Regions from separate parts of the Gossypium arboreum genome. Here all the other regions are linked to region 3. A link is a contact called in public Hi-C data. All regions are on one chromosome and are shown on one strand. Each heading gives the region's core, a stretch centred on a gene start, on an enhancer-like site or on the middle of the called end of the contact. The rest is flanking DNA. Distances are from core to core; before and after follow the strand shown.

Region 1 (2,700 bases), core at 99-2,598, 140 kb after region 3:
ATTTATTTTTTACTTGATTATTATTATTAATTAACCTTGGTTTTTTATTAATGAAGACGGTTGATGAAGAACAAATTGGGTGAATTACCCAAATATGCTTATTTTTTACCAATATTATCAAATTAGGCCTATTTTGGAGAGAGAAGGAAAGCGCATCTAACTAGACGTGTTTTCCTCCAACTATGTCGGCTCATTTCTCTAAAGTCCACGAATTTTAGCAGCCATCTTAAATGGACAAGATTTCGTGATTTATCGAGCATTAATAGACCCTCAATAATCCTAAAGATGTATGCTCGAGCATGTTGTTCTCTTTCAACTTCCCTCGATTCCGCATTGAGCTCAACAATATTTCTTTTCAACCAATTCATATCTATCCGGGCTCCAAAAATCTTGTCCAGAACCCTCATTAAAAGTTGTTCACATACATCTCTCCAATCGGCAGCGACAACTGACCCAATCCCTATCGGCCCATCCACCGGTAACCTAAGCTGTAACTGCACATCCTCAAGTGTGATAGTACACCCTTCGCATGGAAAACGGAAACGTGTCTCGGGTCTCCATATTTCCACCAACGCGTTTACATGTGTAGGGTCCAATTTACACCCCCTACCCATACGGGCCAAGTGCAAAAATCTCACATCTCTTAAGTATGGTTCTATTAAAGACAATGGAGGAGCACTCCAAATCTGATCTTCCGGCTAATTATAATAAAAAATAAAAAAATCTTAAATTTCAATATAGCAACAAAATAATTAAATTAAATCAGATTAAAAAAAATCTTACCATTTGCAATTGAACGGTTGAAATGTACTTGCCATCCAAACGAATAAGAGAATTTTTCATTACTAGTTTCAATAAATATGAATAAAAATTGTAATAAAAATTAATTAAAAAACTTAATACAATTTTAATTAAAAAATGAGAGTGAATTGAGAGAATTGAGTAAGAATTAAGAAAGACTTGAAGGAGGATTGAATGAATTGAAAGACAGCTAAGAGTGAATTGAAAAAGTGGGAAATTTGGGGTTTAAATAGAGGAAAATTTGCCTTTAGAATTCAACCAGTTGGGTAGCCATTGCAGGTAAAAATTTGCCTATGCTGATTGAGCAGGAAAGCGCATTTAGCTGGAACTGTTTTCATGCCAAATCTGTTGAAAAGGCGTCCAGCCAGATAAATTTTCTTTTCTTTTTAAAATCGGCCTAATCTGGTAAATTTGAAAAAAAAAATCGCCTAATTCGATAATTTCAAAAAAAAATTACTTTTTGGGTAATTCACCTGAACTTCTTAATATTAACCAACATACAAATGAGCCTAAAAATAAACAAATGAATGTCGGTACCATCCGTCTTGAAACACACTTGAAAATTAAAAGTTGAAACCAAACCTTTAAGTACCCCAACATTGGCATTAATGTCAGTTTCTACCAAGATCCAGACAGCCAGCAAAACTGAGTTCCACCTAAGATAAAGGACTCTGTCAACCTTTAACACAAACAAACAAAAGGGTTGTGTTGTTCCTTTCTTCCTCGGTAAAAAGGCTTAGATTTTTGGGCACCCAAATTTCAAATCAATAAAGGTTGAAGTTTTTTTATTTTTCCTTTTTGCCAGTAAGAGGTTTAAACTTAAGCTGAAAAAGTTAACATTTTGGGCTCCAGGATTTGGTCTTTTTCTTGTTTTTTCTCAAATTTTGTAGCGATGACGCCAGTGGGAATTCTTGGCATTCTGTTTCTGCTGCTGGCACTATACTGTGGGACAGACCCTTTTAAGCACAGTGCAATCTCTGAATTCCCCGACTTTGAGGCTTACAAGGTGGATATGCCTCCATGGGAAATGGTTCCAACGGTTAGGGACAAGGATAATTTGCTTCAGAAATCGGAGATTAAGTTCCTGAACCAGGTTCAAGGCCCTGAGAGCATTGCATTTGACCCTCTTGGCCGTGGTCCTTACACTGGTGTTGCTGATGGTCGCATTGTCTTCTGGGATGGTGAAAAGTGGAATGATTTTGCTCATACTTCCAGCAATAGGTGAGTTTTCAAGTTCGTTTTTTGATGCAGATTGGTAGAAATTTCTATGAACAAAGTGTCAAGTATCATCAGCCTGGGAATTTTTTAACTTTCCATTTGTTCAGTTAATCGTCATGATTGTTTTCTGTAGTAAAGAGGTTACTTGGGTTTGTAGAAAATGGTTCAACACTGAATTTAAAAAACCAGTCAAATGATTTATATCGCTAAAGAAGTGTGCTACTTCAATACAAAAGAGAAGAAACAGTGATTCTTTGAGCTTTCCAGTCTTTGTTTACTCGATGTCGGTAAATTATGGGTTTAGAAGCTTAGAAGTGTTAGCCGCATGGCATATATTTTATATCCATTAATGACACTAGAAAGTTGGCTGGGTTATCCGCTTTGCTACGTGTTTTTTCTTAAGATCTTGTTGGGGAGTTCTGGGAAAATCATTCACCATATTTAATTCTGATTTCAGGTCAGAACTTTGTAATCCAAAGCCATCACCTCTGAGTTACCTACCAAATGAGCATATCTGTGGCAGGCCTTTGGGCCTTCGATTTGATAAGAAAACTGGTGATTTGTACATTGCCGATGCATATTTGGGGTTGCTGAAGGTTGGTCCGGAAGGCGGATTAGCGACATCACTTGTAACAGAGGCAAATGGGGTGCCCCTGAGGTTTACCAATGACCTTGACATTG
Region 2 (2,700 bases), core at 38-2,537, 190 kb after region 3:
AATAACGTCCCTTCCATGCTATAAAGTTTATAGTGATGCTGTAGTACTGCTTCAGATCTGACTGCTCGCTAGAGTAGAATGCAGCTTGATTCCACTTAAGCATCGTAAGTACATATCTATACTATTCTGTTATAATTTGTGACTCTCCCTATTTTAAGAATAGGGAAGAGAAGCCCAAAGTTCTAAACAATAAGAGAAGAACAGAAGCTACATTAATCCCCATTGACAAAGGACTGGTTTTATGAGTCTAATCAATTAGAGAATTTTCCTAGCCCAGACTGATTTACAAAAGTATAGTCAAGTTCAAGTTCGCTTGAAAGTACACCAGCAAGGCATCTACGATGAATCTCATAAAATGGATATAGATTACCATTCAAGAATGCACTGAAGATGAAACTCGTGCTTGCAGCAGGTCACCTGTAAGGGATGCAGCGAATAAGTATCAAAGAAATGTCCATTCACATATCAAACAAATAGGAATAAAAAATTTAAGACATACATACCGTGGATGGATCACTTTCACAGAATGCTTCAAGGCATATACTGCAGGCATCATCACAAGCATCCTGAATTCCCCCTTCCACAAAAGCTGCAGCAGAGGTTATATGCGCCTCAGACTTGGTATCTTCCATGTCCTGCAGGGCCAAACACCGAAGTTTCCCATTTTTTATAATGAACATAAGTCCTAGGTACAAAATGGAGCCAACAGTGACCAGAATAGAAATTAGCATCTTGATAAAGACTAAACCTTGGAAACATATATAGTCAACACTGAAGACACTGATACTACACTGATGAGATGCATAAATCAGTTCACTTAGACAAAAGATCAATAAAAGTTAAGCCGTAAAAATATATAATAATTTGATATTTTTGTTTTAAATACAAGAGAAGAATCTCCAAAATCCACAATAAATATTAACCAACTAGTAAAACTCTGACCAACCAAACTCCCCCAGAAAACAAAATCAAAGAAACACATATCATTTACTTTACCACCACTTGAGGGTTGAGAGTTTATAAGTAAAGAAAACCTGCTAATTATCAACCAATATCTTGATCAACAAAACAAAGAAGCCTTTTAGAAGAAAACCCTAGATTTTTTATTTTTTATTTTTTTGAATTTGGGATTGTTTTGGTATTTGGATATTAACAGAGCGGGGTGGTAAAGAAAGAGATGGAGTTGGGCACAATGTAAAGGTAAAGGTAAAGGACCGAAAGCTGGGTCGGTCATCGTATTTTGTTGTTTTCCATTATTTTTTATATTTTTATGCCACAATTCCTACTTATTTTTTCTCCTTTAATATTGTCGTGTTCATAACATATTAACATCTATATTTTTGACACGAGGAAATTATACTATAATATCTTTGACGATTCTTTCCTTACCTGTGTACTAGAGAGGTGTGCATGGGCCGGGTTAGGTCGAATCAGGCTCAGATAAAATTTTAGGCCTATTTTCTAGGTTTGAACTTAGTCTGGACCTGAAAAATAGGCATAAAAATTTGCCTAAACTTGACTTAAAATAAAATTGTTAAGTTCAAGCCCGACTCGGTCTATATTAAATTTTTTTAGCTTATTTCATTAAATAAAAATTTTAAAATATAATAAATAAAATATATTTAAAAACATAAAAACAATAATTAAAACAAGAAACAAATAAAAATTAGACTAAAATAATTCTTAAAACAATACACAAATTGAAAATATAATAAAAGTGATTATATTAAAATTGAAAATAAAATAGAAATATAATTAAAATAAAAAATATATATATTTAGTATATAATTCGGGCCGGGCCGGGCCAGGCCAAACTCCGGCCAAAAAAGATTTATCCGAGGCCCGGCCCGTTTTTTAAATGGGCCTCTTTTTTTGTTCAAACCTATATTTCGGGCCTATATTTTTACCCGAACCCTCACATTTTTTAGGCGAGCCTTTAAGCTGAGCCGAGTAGCCCGGCCCATACACACCTCTATTGTGTACTTTTTTTCTTTTTTTTTTTTGTTCCAACACTACTCACTGCACAATTTACCGACTTATTTCTGATCGGGAAATGGTAAATTTTACCATTTCATATATATCACTGCCCATAGCTATTCTTGTGACGCATGGCATGTATATCTTTAGAAGTGAAGTGTTGCGACTTCAAGAATAGTAGGTTGACATCACCACCTCCAGAATGTCGTAAATTGCATAAATCATTTAGATATTTTGTTACTTGAAATTAATTTTAAATGTAATCAAATTAATTTTTGCAAATTTTGATTTACACAATTTTGGGATTCATTTTGTTATATAAAAACATCTTAATCGATTTAAGTTAAATCTACTCTGCTATCACATTAATGGATAATTGTAATATCAAAATTTCTTCTTACCAAAAAAAAAATAAAATTAACTCCACAGAAAATACTAAGTAAAGAGTGTTTAAGAACAAAATGATAAAGATAACAAAAATGGCAAATAAAACACTCTCCCAAAAGCACACTCATTGTGTAAATAGAGCAGTCTCCAAATAACTTTCATCTCAATTCAAAAATGAGATAGGCAAATCTCCAAAATTAAAATTAAAATATCTCAAAATATTATCTCTTCAATTTTTGGAAGGCGAATAAAATCTGATCAGCTTCAAATATTTTAAATCACAAGATAGAGTTCAAGCAATTTTGAACTCTTTCATTTTCTTTAAAATTACCGTCA
Region 3 (2,700 bases), core at 64-2,563:
GGTCAGACCGACCCCAACCTATGCAACCGATTATATAATAAAGAAGTTGATGATGATATCATCGAATATCGATCATAAATAAAGTGCGTTGTTCCAGTGCTTGGTTAGAAAACAAAAGCAACACTGCCTTAAAGAGGAAAAGATCTTTGAAAAACCATTATTTTAATTTCCAGCTTTGACCAGAAAACATAACCATGAACTTGCATTTAGAGATGACTCTAGTAAATCGGACATGAAATACCATAACCATGAGGTTGAAATGCAGAAAATGAAAGAAACTCGTCTATTTTTTGACTTGTACATTGACCTGGAAGAACCCTAGGCCTAGCCTACCTCTATCTATCTCGGGAAAGTTTTATCACTCACTTGCCCAAGCTTTCATTTACTTGCTCATGAGAGATCAAACTTTGAAAGGGCCGTCCAGAATGCTTTCGCTTCGCTCCAAATACAACACTTGTGCTTGTTTTAGATGGGAATTCTAGATCGTTGCTTTTAGTCATTTTCCAAGTTAAAATCAAGAAAAATCTCACGATCCATCAACCATGAATCATGTAGGTAACGTGGATTTTTTGGGACATTTTCCAGGTTAAATCAAGAAAAATCTCCCACTTTGTTCTTCGAGAAAATAACGAAAACTATTTCAACAAACAGAAACAAGCCAGTCATGGCAAATTCAACTCACTTTTACAGAAAGGAAAGACATTTAAAATAAATAAATAAAGTGAACATAACAAACACGTTGAGAGGTGAAGAAAGAAAGAAATATATTGTAATGGAATTCAGTGCAGTACCGCTAAAATGGTGTTGCAGAAGTTGCAGTGAACATACCAAACACGTTCAGATGTCAAGTCCATTGACATTTTTTCCCCTCTCTTTTGGTTTCTCAATACCTTTTTTCTCCTAACTATATAATGTTCCTCAACAACAAATGAAGGAAAAGAAAAAGAAAGAGTAGCATAAATGGATCAAGGTTGAAGAGGAGAAGAATAGTAACAAGAAAGGGAAGATGGTAGGACGACAAAGAACAAGAAAATTATTGGGTATTGCTTGTATTTTATATGAATCAATTATAGGAGACAGAGGGATTTGAGAAGTGTACAAAAAATATGATATGACAAGTCCAGTCCAATCGGGAGAGAGAAATTAGGAAGAAAGTAGTGAAGTAAATATGGTGGGAAGGAAATGGAAAGAACGGCAAAGAAAGGAAAGGAAGAGAGAGAGAGAGAAAGGGGGTGTTATGATTGATGGAATGAGTGGGTGAAAATCGTCCTGCTTTGAGTAGCGGACGAAGGGGGGGTTGGCGAGGGCGAGGGCGGGGGCGGGGATATATTAATGCTTCCGAATGTTTTAAGCCGAAGTATACAAGAAAATGGGTATTATCTTCAATTTCGAGTTTTAATTCAAAGTACGAAAATAAACTTGAAAATAATTAATAAGAGGATGATTGCAATTGTAAGGTAATTTGTATTTTCAAAGAAAAGATATAGCTTCTAATTTTAGAGATGATATTGTTGGGAGGGATAAGCATAAATCTTAAATATGAATTGTAAAATGAATATATTAAATATATAAAAAAGTTTAAAAATAATTAATAAATGGTTAGGTGCAATGATAAGATAAATTATATTTGTAAGGGAGAATCTAGGTTTGAACTTTAAAAATAACATTGTTGGGAGGAGTAATCACAAAAATTCCAAACACGATATGAATAATATAAAAAATCTCAAAATAATCGTAAAGATAAATAGTCTTCAAAAGTAGGTAATACTTAATTTTTATTTATAAAAGTAGTATATACTTTTAAATGTTAAATAAATTTAATATTAAAAATAATGGGCGTTTTACCCAAAAATGTCCTTTAAATAATATAATTACGGAAATGGGCTGTTTATTGCGTTATTTACCGGATTAGGCTGTTTTCCACGAAAACGCGTCCACGTAAGCGCGATTTCGGAGTACATGTCAACAAAACGCTTCCCTGGGGAAGCGCTTTGTCCACATCAACAAAAAGCGCGTCCTTGAGGGTGCGCTTTGTTGACGTGGACAAAGCGCTCCCCTAGGGAAGAGTTTTGCCTTTTTTTAGGGTTAGGGTTTTATTATTTAATTGATTTAGGGTTAGGGTTTTTATAGTTTAAGGTTAGGGTTTTGTAAGGGTTTAGGTTTTTTTGAGTTTTAAGGTTTAAGGGTTTTAGGAAAAAAAATTAATTGAATTGGGGTATAAATTAACTATTAATTTTAAATACTAAATATTAAAATAGAGTTTAGGGTATTAGGGTTAATTGATTAAATTATGGATTGATTTAGGGTTTAGGGTTAATTGATTAAATTTAGGGTTAATTGATACATACAAGAAAAAAATTCTCAAAGATAATATGATTGCAGCATATATACATACTTGCGCTATGTTAAGTTTAGGGTTTCGAGAAAAAACTAATTGAATTAGGATTTAGGGTTTTAAGATTAATTCATTAAATTAACTATTAACTTTAAATACTAAATACTAAATTAGAGTGTATTAGGGTTAATTCATTAAATTAGGGATTAGGGTTTAGTTTTTTAAAATAAATTTGTGTTTAGGGTATTAGAAAAAACGTATAAGCAATATAAAATTTTTTGTCATAGGTTTTAAGGTTTAGGGTTTCTGCAAGAATAATTCTAAGCAGACATTTCTGGAAAAATAGTGTCGGAAAACGCTTCAAG

The links. A called contact is a pair of places that touch in the nucleus more often than the background predicts.
Region 1: a contact with region 3 is called in a Hi-C map of leaf, with 3 times the contacts expected there. The contact joins the promoter of LOC108484722 here to the promoter of LOC108481609 in region 3. A contact is called at or near these places in 2 of 5 Hi-C or Micro-C datasets (both in leaf).
Region 2: a Hi-C map of leaf shows a contact between it and region 3, with 4 times the contacts expected there. The contact joins the promoter of LOC108486408 here to the promoter of LOC108481609 in region 3. A contact is called at or near these places in 2 of 5 Hi-C or Micro-C datasets (both in leaf).

The regions. Positions count from the first base shown.
Region 1 is chr7:83,583,264-83,585,963 of ASM2569848v2, forward strand. LOC108484722 (protein STRICTOSIDINE SYNTHASE-LIKE 3) reads left to right here and starts at 1,349. Exons shown (of 4, transcript XM_017788625.2): 1 at 1,349-2,022; 2 at 2,477-2,700. The coding sequence starts at 1,694.
Region 2 is chr7:83,629,055-83,631,754 of ASM2569848v2, forward strand. It overlaps LOC108486408 (E3 ubiquitin-protein ligase RHF2A-like), which reads right to left and starts at 1,288. Exons shown (of 9, transcript XM_017790457.2): 1 at 997-1,288; 2 at 504-635; 3 at 371-417. The coding sequence starts at 632.
Region 3 is chr7:83,439,661-83,442,360 of ASM2569848v2, forward strand. It overlaps LOC108481609 (putative axial regulator YABBY 2), which reads right to left and starts at 1,314. Exons shown (of 6, transcript XM_053030435.1): 1 at 792-1,314. The coding sequence starts at 860.